2 separate regions of the Mus musculus genome follow, and region 2 is linked to region 1. The links are chromatin contacts, called in public Hi-C maps. All regions are on one chromosome and are shown on one strand. The core of a region is the stretch at or near the end of the contact, and the rest is flanking DNA. Distances in the headings are between cores, read along the strand shown. Region 1 overlaps Adamts17 (a disintegrin-like and metallopeptidase (reprolysin type) with thrombospondin type 1 motif, 17). Region 2 overlaps Adamts17 (a disintegrin-like and metallopeptidase (reprolysin type) with thrombospondin type 1 motif, 17).

Evidence for each region. A called contact is a pair of places that touch in the nucleus more often than the background predicts.
Region 2: a Hi-C map of cerebral cortex shows a contact between it and region 1, with 2.8 times the contacts expected there. The contact joins two enhancer-like sites. A contact is called at or near these places in 4 of 484 Hi-C or Micro-C datasets (cerebellar granule neurons, cerebral cortex, nephron progenitors and 1 more).

What each region holds. Positions count from the first base shown.
Region 1 is chr7:66,866,286-66,870,589 of GRCm38.p6, forward strand. The region is part of intron 3 of Adamts17 (a disintegrin-like and metallopeptidase (reprolysin type) with thrombospondin type 1 motif, 17); the gene reads left to right. Among named protein-coding and RNA genes, the nearest start is that of Gm33627, 29 kb to the left of the region's middle. Within about 2 kb of position 2,121, at least 54 of the 459 cell types and tissues checked have an H3K27ac peak or open chromatin away from gene starts, as enhancers often do. A contact at or near this core is called in cerebral cortex, where this site is marked.
Region 2 is chr7:67,061,913-67,066,468 of GRCm38.p6, forward strand. It overlaps Adamts17 (a disintegrin-like and metallopeptidase (reprolysin type) with thrombospondin type 1 motif, 17), which reads left to right. Exons shown (of 23, transcript NM_001033877.4): 16 at 154-234. Among named protein-coding and RNA genes, the nearest start is that of 1700112J16Rik, 160 kb to the right of the region's middle. Within about 2 kb of position 2,944, at least 17 of the 459 cell types and tissues checked have an H3K27ac peak or open chromatin away from gene starts, as enhancers often do. A contact at or near this core is called in cerebral cortex, where this site is marked.

The DNA.
Region 1 (4,304 bases), core at 871-3,370:
CATTGACATGACACTGGCTCTATAAAAATGTGGACTTTTCTTCAGTGTTCTGGGACAGTTTATGAATCACACAAGCCGTCTGGTCTGCAAAGGTTGGTTTGGTCCAGTCCCTCCCGGAGCCATCCCAACATGGCACTCTTTGTGACTGGGATTCCTTTGAACTTTCCTCCTTTCATTAAAGCCGACCTGCTTACCTTTGTGTTTCCATGGAAACACTTCTACTATGTGATGTTTTCCTTACATCCTTACATCGTCACCCAACCTTTCCCAGAGAGGTGCATAAAGTTCCTCTTGTACTTGATGTATTAGGAAGTCATTCTTGCTTTAATGAGATTCAAACAAGGTTGAAGACGTTCTGGTCACACGGTCTTCGTATGTTCAAGGCAGACCTTTTAGCCAGGGAGAGACCTTTTTGGTCCATCTTTGTACTGCTCTTGGGTTTGGCGGCCCAAGTGAGGTACTGCTTGCTTATCTAGCAGGTCCACCCTGACAGCCTTCCTTGGTGTTCTGGAAAGCCTGGATGCTTTGTCTGTCTCCTGAGCATCGGACTTCGTTGTCTGCTGTTCATCATCTCAGCTGTGTCCAGGACACGCTGGCTTGGGGGCCACACTCAGCCACTCAGGCATCACTTTCCTATGGCTGCTATACCACAGACTCAGTCGCCTAAAATAACACAGACAGTTCTCTTCCAGTCTGGGAGGTCAGAAGTCTAAAATCATTTGCACTGGATGTCAGCAAGATGCTGGATGCTCTGTGAACGAACGGAATCTGTTCCCTCACCTCATCCAGCTACCACAATCCTTGGCTCACAGTCCCTCTCTGCTTCCTCCAGCTCCACAACCAGTGACATTTCTCACGCTGCGTCCCTCTGCTGGCTCTCTTCTGTAACTGAATGCCCTTCCACCTGCCTCAGGGTTCTAAAATGACATCTGCCGAGTCCCTGTCCCCACGCAAGATACTAGTTCCATGAGTTTTGGACATTAGGACATAGGCAACTTTAGAAAGCCTCATGCAACCCAGAAAGGCATTCGTTTGTTACTCCCACCTTCCTGCCAGCACAAAGTAACTTCTCCTTTCATATCTGTTCAGCGTGTTTCCGCCCAGAACACGACGATACCACCGGGGGACAAGCATAATGCTTCCGTCTCGGACATTGCTAATACTCTGTCTTGAGAGAGAGGCTGAAATATCAACACGGAGACAATGAGACAGAGCACCATGCCATTTTTTATGGCTGCCCCTGAACCCTTTTTTCCCACACACCATTCTGCCAAACAGAGGAGCTGGGCAAGCAGCTATGCCATCTCTCCCCGGTTCTCCTCTGGGCTCTTATGCAACTCACACCCATCCCACTTTAGTAACTCAAAGCAGAGAAGGCCTCCAGCTTAAATAGGAAAATCTGCCTGGCGCTGCAGACGGATCAAAAAAATGCATGGTTTATTATTTAAAGTGAGCACTGGCCGGAGCTGTCCAGGTGGCTCAGACACTTCTGGCAGCTGGTCCTCTGTGAGACTGGAGGAGGGTTGTGGCCCCTCAGAATGCCTGGTCCAGGAGGCTGGTACATGTATGGCCTACGTACTCGTTTGGTGTTCCAGACAGCAGTGGGGGGTGGGCAAAGTTCCTACCAGCTCTCCTTGAAGTGTCTGATTTTTGAATCAGCAGCATTCATGTTCCCTCCGAGGGAGAGAACAGACAAGAGCAGAAGAGAGAATGTGTGACCAAGCAAAGGAGTGTAGCAGGGCTTCCCTCCCAGCAGGAGGCCTCAAGCCAGAAAGTCCACCCGAGGCAGGGGCAAGAGTAATGGACTTAAAAAAAAGTGGCTTTAGGTTGCATATCCCTCCCCCTTCTGCAAAGAAGTCTAGCTTTTTCAGTACACTAATTTCTCATGGAAAATCCCAGAAAAAAAAAAAAAAGTCTCATCGGGACAGCTGCTGCCCAGTTTTGTTGGGCGATTTCCAGCCGCAGATGAAGTGGGCTCATTTTGCACAGCCTTCTTCCTAAGCAACGGGCAATTTCTTGTGCACAACCAGACAGGGAATTCACTGGCTGGAACTCTGGTGGGGTTGCACAAACTGCCTCCGGGCTGAAGGAGCCCTGCCTTCCTCAACCCATGAGTGAGCCATAGATCAAATCCCTGTCACTGGGTCTGAGCAGAGTTAGAGAATGAGACATAGGGGAAACCCAATAAAGCCGTGTGTTCCCGTCCGCTGGAGCAGAAAATGCCAGGCATCATTGGTGGCCGGCTTTGGCCGAGGGGTGGCCAGATCCCAGACCCAACTGTAAAGGGACACAGGGCTCTTCTGCATCTGCCTTGGGGGGCACCTCCTGTCTTGGCTGCACTTAGAGGATGGATCCTCCTTTCTAAGGAAATAGCCATCACTTAGAGATGGGACTTATGAAACGGGGTCCTGTCAGCACCCTGTTAGGGTGTGTCTTCTGGGCCTTCGTGGTTTATAGAACTACAACTTATCCCTAAAATGCAAACTGTTGACCCACCATGAAGGCTGACTTCACTATGGTGAAGGAGACTCTGTGTTTGGGGATGATAGTCAACAGGGCTGTGGGCCTGCTCTGCCCTCCAGGGTGTCATCTGAGTCACGTTTGGCCCATTGGTTTCTTTTCTGCGACACAGTTAATCATCCTGTTGGAGTTGAGTGTTCATGGCACACCAGGGCCCGGCTGTCCTGTCATGGGCCTGGTTGGTCTGCCTCTGTTTGACAAACTGCCTCCTTCAGTATAAACCTGTGTGTTCCAGCAGTGAGCCGACAGCCTAGCCACTGTGTTTGCTTGTCCTTGGGGCTTCACTGTCTCTTGTCAGGGAATCATCTCCCCTCTGTCTTTCTTGTTTCTCCTATCTTAACACTGCTGTCATTCATGTCATGTGTGTGTGTGTATGCATGTACACAAACATGCAATCATAACACCCCTCTCTTTATTACTAGTATACTAGACTAGTAATATACAAATATATACTAGTATATATTGCTAGCATATAGGCACAACCTCATGTACATTTTTAAATTTTATTTTTCGACAGTTTCATGTGTATGGAATGTTTTGATCATCACTCCATGGCTCTCTTGTCTCCCTTCCATTCTCTCTGAACCCCTGCTTCCTCCTTTTCTCCTCCTCCTCCTCCTCTGCCTCCCAGCAAATTCTTCTCCTTCTTTCATATCTTTTAGAAAAGGATCCACTGAGATCATTGAGGGTGTTTGCGTGAGCATGGTGGGTGGTAGTTACTGGAGTGTGAGCCACATAGACATGACCACACCACTGAAGGAAATAAAATGTCTCTCCTATCCCCAGCTTCTATTAACTGCTTATCAGCCAGGAGGCGGGCCCTCACTAGCTTTTCCTTCATCCACGAGGCAATGCTGGTGGGCCTGCTTGTGTGCAAGCCAGCTCAGTTGTTAACTCATGAGTGCAATGGCCGTGTCCTACCCACCCTAGGGCTGGCACTCAGCAGCCACTTGTTTTCATCAGACTGATAAGTGACCAGTCTCTGCCATATGAACTGCTGCCCACTGCAGAAAGGTCTTTGACCAAGGTGAGGACAGGGCTGCTCTGTGGGCATTATTAGCACGTATCCACTGGCTGTGCAAAGGGTTTCATAATGACATCACACGTGTGTGTAGAATGCATTTTGTAGATATCATCCCTCCGTTTTCTTCTTTCTTTCTTCTTTCATCCCTCCAACTTCTCCCCAATATACTTCTAATAATCCCCCTATCATGTTATCCCCATCACCCCAGGATTTCACATACAAGAAAAAAAATTCAGTATTTATCCTTCTGATCTGGCTTATCTCACTTAGCATGATAATCTCTGGTCTCATCTGTTTGCCTGAAAATGGCATGATGTTGTTCTTTATGGCTGACTAATGCCCCATTGTATGTGAGAACCTCATTTTCTTGCTCTGTTCATGCACTGGTGGGCACCAGACCCAGGCCACACACACAATACCACATCTTGGGTGTGTTGAATAGTGCCACAGTAAACAAGGTTGTTCAGGGATGTCTGTTGTAGGGCAACTGGATGTTTTGCGTGTCTGGCTGGAGCACATGGAAGTTCTAGTTTTAGACTTTGAGGGACCGTGGCTGCTCTAACTTCTATTGCCACCAGCAGTGAATAATAACATCTTTTCCCAGAGTCCTTGGCAACACTTGTTGTTTGTTTGTTTTAATAAGTCACTCTGACTACAGTCATATAGGATAACAATGTTGTTTTGATTTACAAGGTTGTTGTAATTTCCTGACAGCGAAAGATTTTAAGCACTTTTTCATGTGTTTATTGGGTGCTTCTTC
Region 2 (4,556 bases), core at 1,694-4,193, 200 kb after region 1:
CGTGAGTTGGTGCTCAATTTCTCAAGCTGTATCAGCATGCAGTCTCTGAACTCACCACAGGGGGCATAGTTGGGCAGTTTAAATGGGGATTCCATGTGGGCCTCTGATCCCAGACGGCGGTGTGCTTCATCTGTATGTCATATGTCACCACAGGTTATATCGAAGCGGTTGTCATTCCGGTTGGAGCTCGGCGGATCCGTGTGGTGGAAGACAAACCTGCTCACAGCTTCCTGGGTAAAACAAAACTCATTCAATCAAAGTTCTGCCCTCTGAGTTGATTCTTACGACTTACGGAGGCTTGTGGCTCCGACATTAAATCTTTCTTCCAGTTTTATATATGTGTGTGTGTGTGTGTGTGTGTGTGTGTATACATACACATACATATACATACATATATATATGGAGTGCATATATATATATATATATATGTGTATGTGTATATATATATATATGTGTGTGTGTGTGTGTGTGTGTGTGTGTGTGTGTATACCTGTACTCCCTATATACCGTCTCCCAGGTATAACCCTGGTGTTATAACTGCACGTTCATTAGAAAATCATATGTACCCAAAATGGACCAGACAGCACTTTTCACAGGAAGATCCAAGCTATGTTATGGGGGAGAATCCAGTTAGAATCATCACTTTTGGACAGGATGGAAAATAAAAATGTGGACAAATCCATGAGACACTGGGGATGTGTCCCTCCTGCAGAACCCAGGCAGTTATCCCAGGCAGCAGAGACCCATAGGCCACCCTTCAGTGAGCCCCTGCAGGCTGCCAAGGGCGCTGGACATGTTTCTTGCTGCAGAGAGAACAGTGGTCCTAAGCTGAGTGGGACACAGAACAGCACTGGCCCTAGCCAAGCCCTGGGGACCTAACTTCATAGTGACTGGCGAGCTGACTTCAAGCACAAACACTTACATAGCTCTAAAGGGTTGAATTGGATCCTGACTGGTGCTCTTTGCCCTCTGTAGAGGGACATATTCACTGAAACTCCTCCTAGCTAAAGGAGGTCCTCTGAGTGAATGATTCCAGTCTTGCTGTTAACCACCCAGCAAAGATCAGCCTGGTCCTTGAGCATCAGGAAGTAGGAGCACTGCACTGAACTCCTGAGTATTGTTTCCGCAGGCTTCAGGAGGAGAACACTCATTTCAGTTTCAAGGGCTGCTCTTTTCTTGGTTCAGTGGGACAGAGATGTTGTTACCCATATCCTTTGGTAAGCCAGAATCCCATGGTCCTTGTTCAGGTTAAGCTAGACATGGCTGATCTCTTCAGGGGCCCCTATCTCAGCCTCTGTCATGAGGTGTCCAGGGAGTGGGGGAGAGGCATAATTGCCAAGTGTTCAGGGTGAACCAGAATCACCCACGAAACCTTTTTATTTGAACTTTCAACACTGACAGAAAAAAAGAAATTGTGTCTTTGACCATGTTCCTACCATTTTAGGTTACACAAAAGTATCCATGCCATTCTTAGAAATGGTCACAGCTTGACTTAGCTCTGCTGAAACAGGCACAAAACTCATCTCTAGCAGGTGCATGTTAATCAAGACCACAGCACCATTACATAGAGCCTAAGATGATGACGATGGTGCTATTATAGAGCCTTCGGTAGCAGTGCTGTCCTTTCCATGGAGAAGACATTCCCAGGTATACTGCCCATCTGTCCCTGAAAGAGGCAAGGGTGTCCCAGCCCAGCCTACCAAGCTGGACCACCACATAGAACAGTGTTTATGAATGCTGCCTAAAACAAGCCTTATACTGCTTGGGGCAACTTTCTCAGAGTGGCAGTCCTCTGCTAAATTCCCAGAGATCCTGCCCCTTTCCACTTACATGAGAAAATGAGTCAACGTCTGCAGTGTTGACATCATTAGTCTTGTCTCTTAGTGTCACCTGCAAATTTACCTTCCCTGGCTGATGCTCTGAGAATGAATCCTTCTGCCGGGGAAGCATGTTTCTTTCCCAAGGGCACAGCATTGAGACTCCACAAGAGATCAAAGTCAGCTTTCACCATCACCTCACAAAATGATGAGCCCAGTAGTCTAAGAGCTCACCAAGCTCTAAGTGCACCATGCCAGTTCTTCCATAAAGCAGCAAAGTCCATCCTTGGATTCCCAAGATGCCCCAACAGCCATCTTCCCTGACCCATCTCCATGAGTCTGGGAGAAGTAATGAAGCCACCTCCATTTCTGCTCTTCTGCGGAGTGTAAGCATGGCAGAGGATGGAGCCAGAGTTAACAAATCCTAGGATATAAAGGAACTCGTCAATGAGACCCACATGATGGCTTGCTGTCACAGTTGGCCCTGACAGCTCTACCGTGGAGGCCTAGAGGCCCCATGTACAAAGGGAAGTAGTAACATCCACATTTGTGGTTCCCAGTCACTGGGCAGTGCAGCGCTTTAGAGACCTGAACACCCCAGTCCGCCACAGAGCATCACTCTGCTGGATTTGCAGATAGCAAGCAAAAGCCCCAGGGGGGCTTCCTTTCATGCCCAGCTCTGCACTCCACCTGAATCCATTTCAGTCTGGAGCCTCTCAGAATCTCCAGTGGAGTCTAATCAGGACCATCGGTCGACTGATGGAGATGACATTTCATTGTGTGTGACTGCCAGTCTGTATCCCAAGAGGATTGGCTTAAATGCCTGAATGACTTAGCTCCCCAGGAGCAGTGCCATGCCTCCGTGGGAGCTTGGAACCAGCTTTGGTCCCCTTATCTTACCCCAAATTCATAACCCAGTCATTCCAGCCCTGGCACACAGACAGGAGCAAGCCTGAAGGTGGTCCACGCTCCCTGGCTATGTTTCTAGAGTCAGCTCCAGCAGGCCGTGTTTCCACTCAGGGCTGGGTGCTTGGAAAGTCAACCCAGTTTCATTCTGAATTACTCTCACATTCGCTGGGAGCAGTTCCTGAAGAATTTCACCCCCGCCTACCTTCAGCCCACGCTGGCTGGCTTTCTGCTCAAAACCACCTGGAACAGGAAATGCCTCCAGTTTGTATCCATGGCTAAGAACAGAGCTGGCTGAACTCCTAGTGGAAATAAAAAAAAAAAAAAATTAAAAAAAAAGAAAGAAAAAAGAATCTGACACAGTGCCAGGAATAGAAGTGGGTTGACTGTGGGTCAAGTCTTCCAGTTGACTCCTGATGGGGAAGAACCGAAATGAACCCTCTGGCTTTCTGCGCCCCTCTGAGCCAGCAGAGAACAAGTAGGCAGGGAGGGAGAGCCTGCCCTTGCACGGCCACTGCTGACAAGGAGTGCCCCTTCTTGCTCTGTGGAACACCCACTTGCTATCTTCTCCGAGAGTACCTATAAGTCCCAAAATGGTGGGCAAACATCCACCTAGAAAAGGGCCCGAGCTGAGAATGGTTGGCTGTTCAGCATGTGGCATTATGCTGTGGGCTATGCAGAGATCTTGTCCTGTCACAGTGATCAAATTCTTTGTTCCTGTGGTACCCTGCAAAAAAGTCAGTCCCAACTATTCAACTATTGAAAGCATGTAAGTAAAATCCACAAAGCATGCTTTCCCCTCCAACCCCCACCCCTCTGGATCCTGGTTTAAAACATGCAGCCTCTGGCGCAGGCAGACGCAGCTTGAGAAATCTCCTCCACAAACCAGCACATTAGACCCTGCAGAAGGACTCAAACCACTGGCAGAATCCCGTCCTCTCTGCTTCGAACTGTTACTTGCCTGTAAATCAAAGTATGTGGGATCCTTTGGATGATGTTGCTGAGTCTTCTCTGAGTCCCCAAATCCTAGTGTTACCTGCAGACTGGTTGGTCTTGACATGCTTACAGACTAAGAGGGTTGGATGCCTGAGAGCTGAGCGGACAGCAGCTTCATTAAGAATATGGGCATGTCACATACATCGGCCTCAGGACACACTCCCTCACAGAGGAGCTACCACAAACCCTGCTTGGACCCACTCCCAGAAGTCAGGAGTCAAGTCAACCTAAGGGGACAAGAGTGACAACCCCGTGAAGTCACTGAATCACTAGGCTCCACCAGGAAGCTACCTGTTCACTGTCAGAAATGACCTTGATGTCCTAACACTGACCCAACACTGACCTCTCGCCCTTTGGAAAGGAATGTCAAGTGCTAAATTCTGCTTGTTCATTTTCTACATGGAATATGGAAACTTAGAAATTTTGTGTCCTGCTAGGTAACTCCCACCCAAGTAAGAAACGTTAAAAGCCATGCCCACACCTCAGGAAGCTCTTGCTTCAAATTCTTCCTGAACTGAGAAATCATGGCATATATATATATATATATATATATGTATGTATGTATGTATGTATGTATGTATATATACATACACGCGCGCGCGTGTGTGTGCACTACTATCCTGAGGACCCTGCTCAGATGAGCAGAGGGGCTCAGCAGCCAGGCCTCCACCGCCATCCTGACCACTACAGCTGCCGCTTCTACCCTGGCTCCCCTGGGATGGAGCAGCTGACGATAGTAACGATCCCCCAACCCTAAGCTTGGCTTTTCTCTTCTCTAGATGTACTTTCTCAGACCTCACCTCCCAGATGTTGGCCTATGGGTGTGGGCCAGGGTGA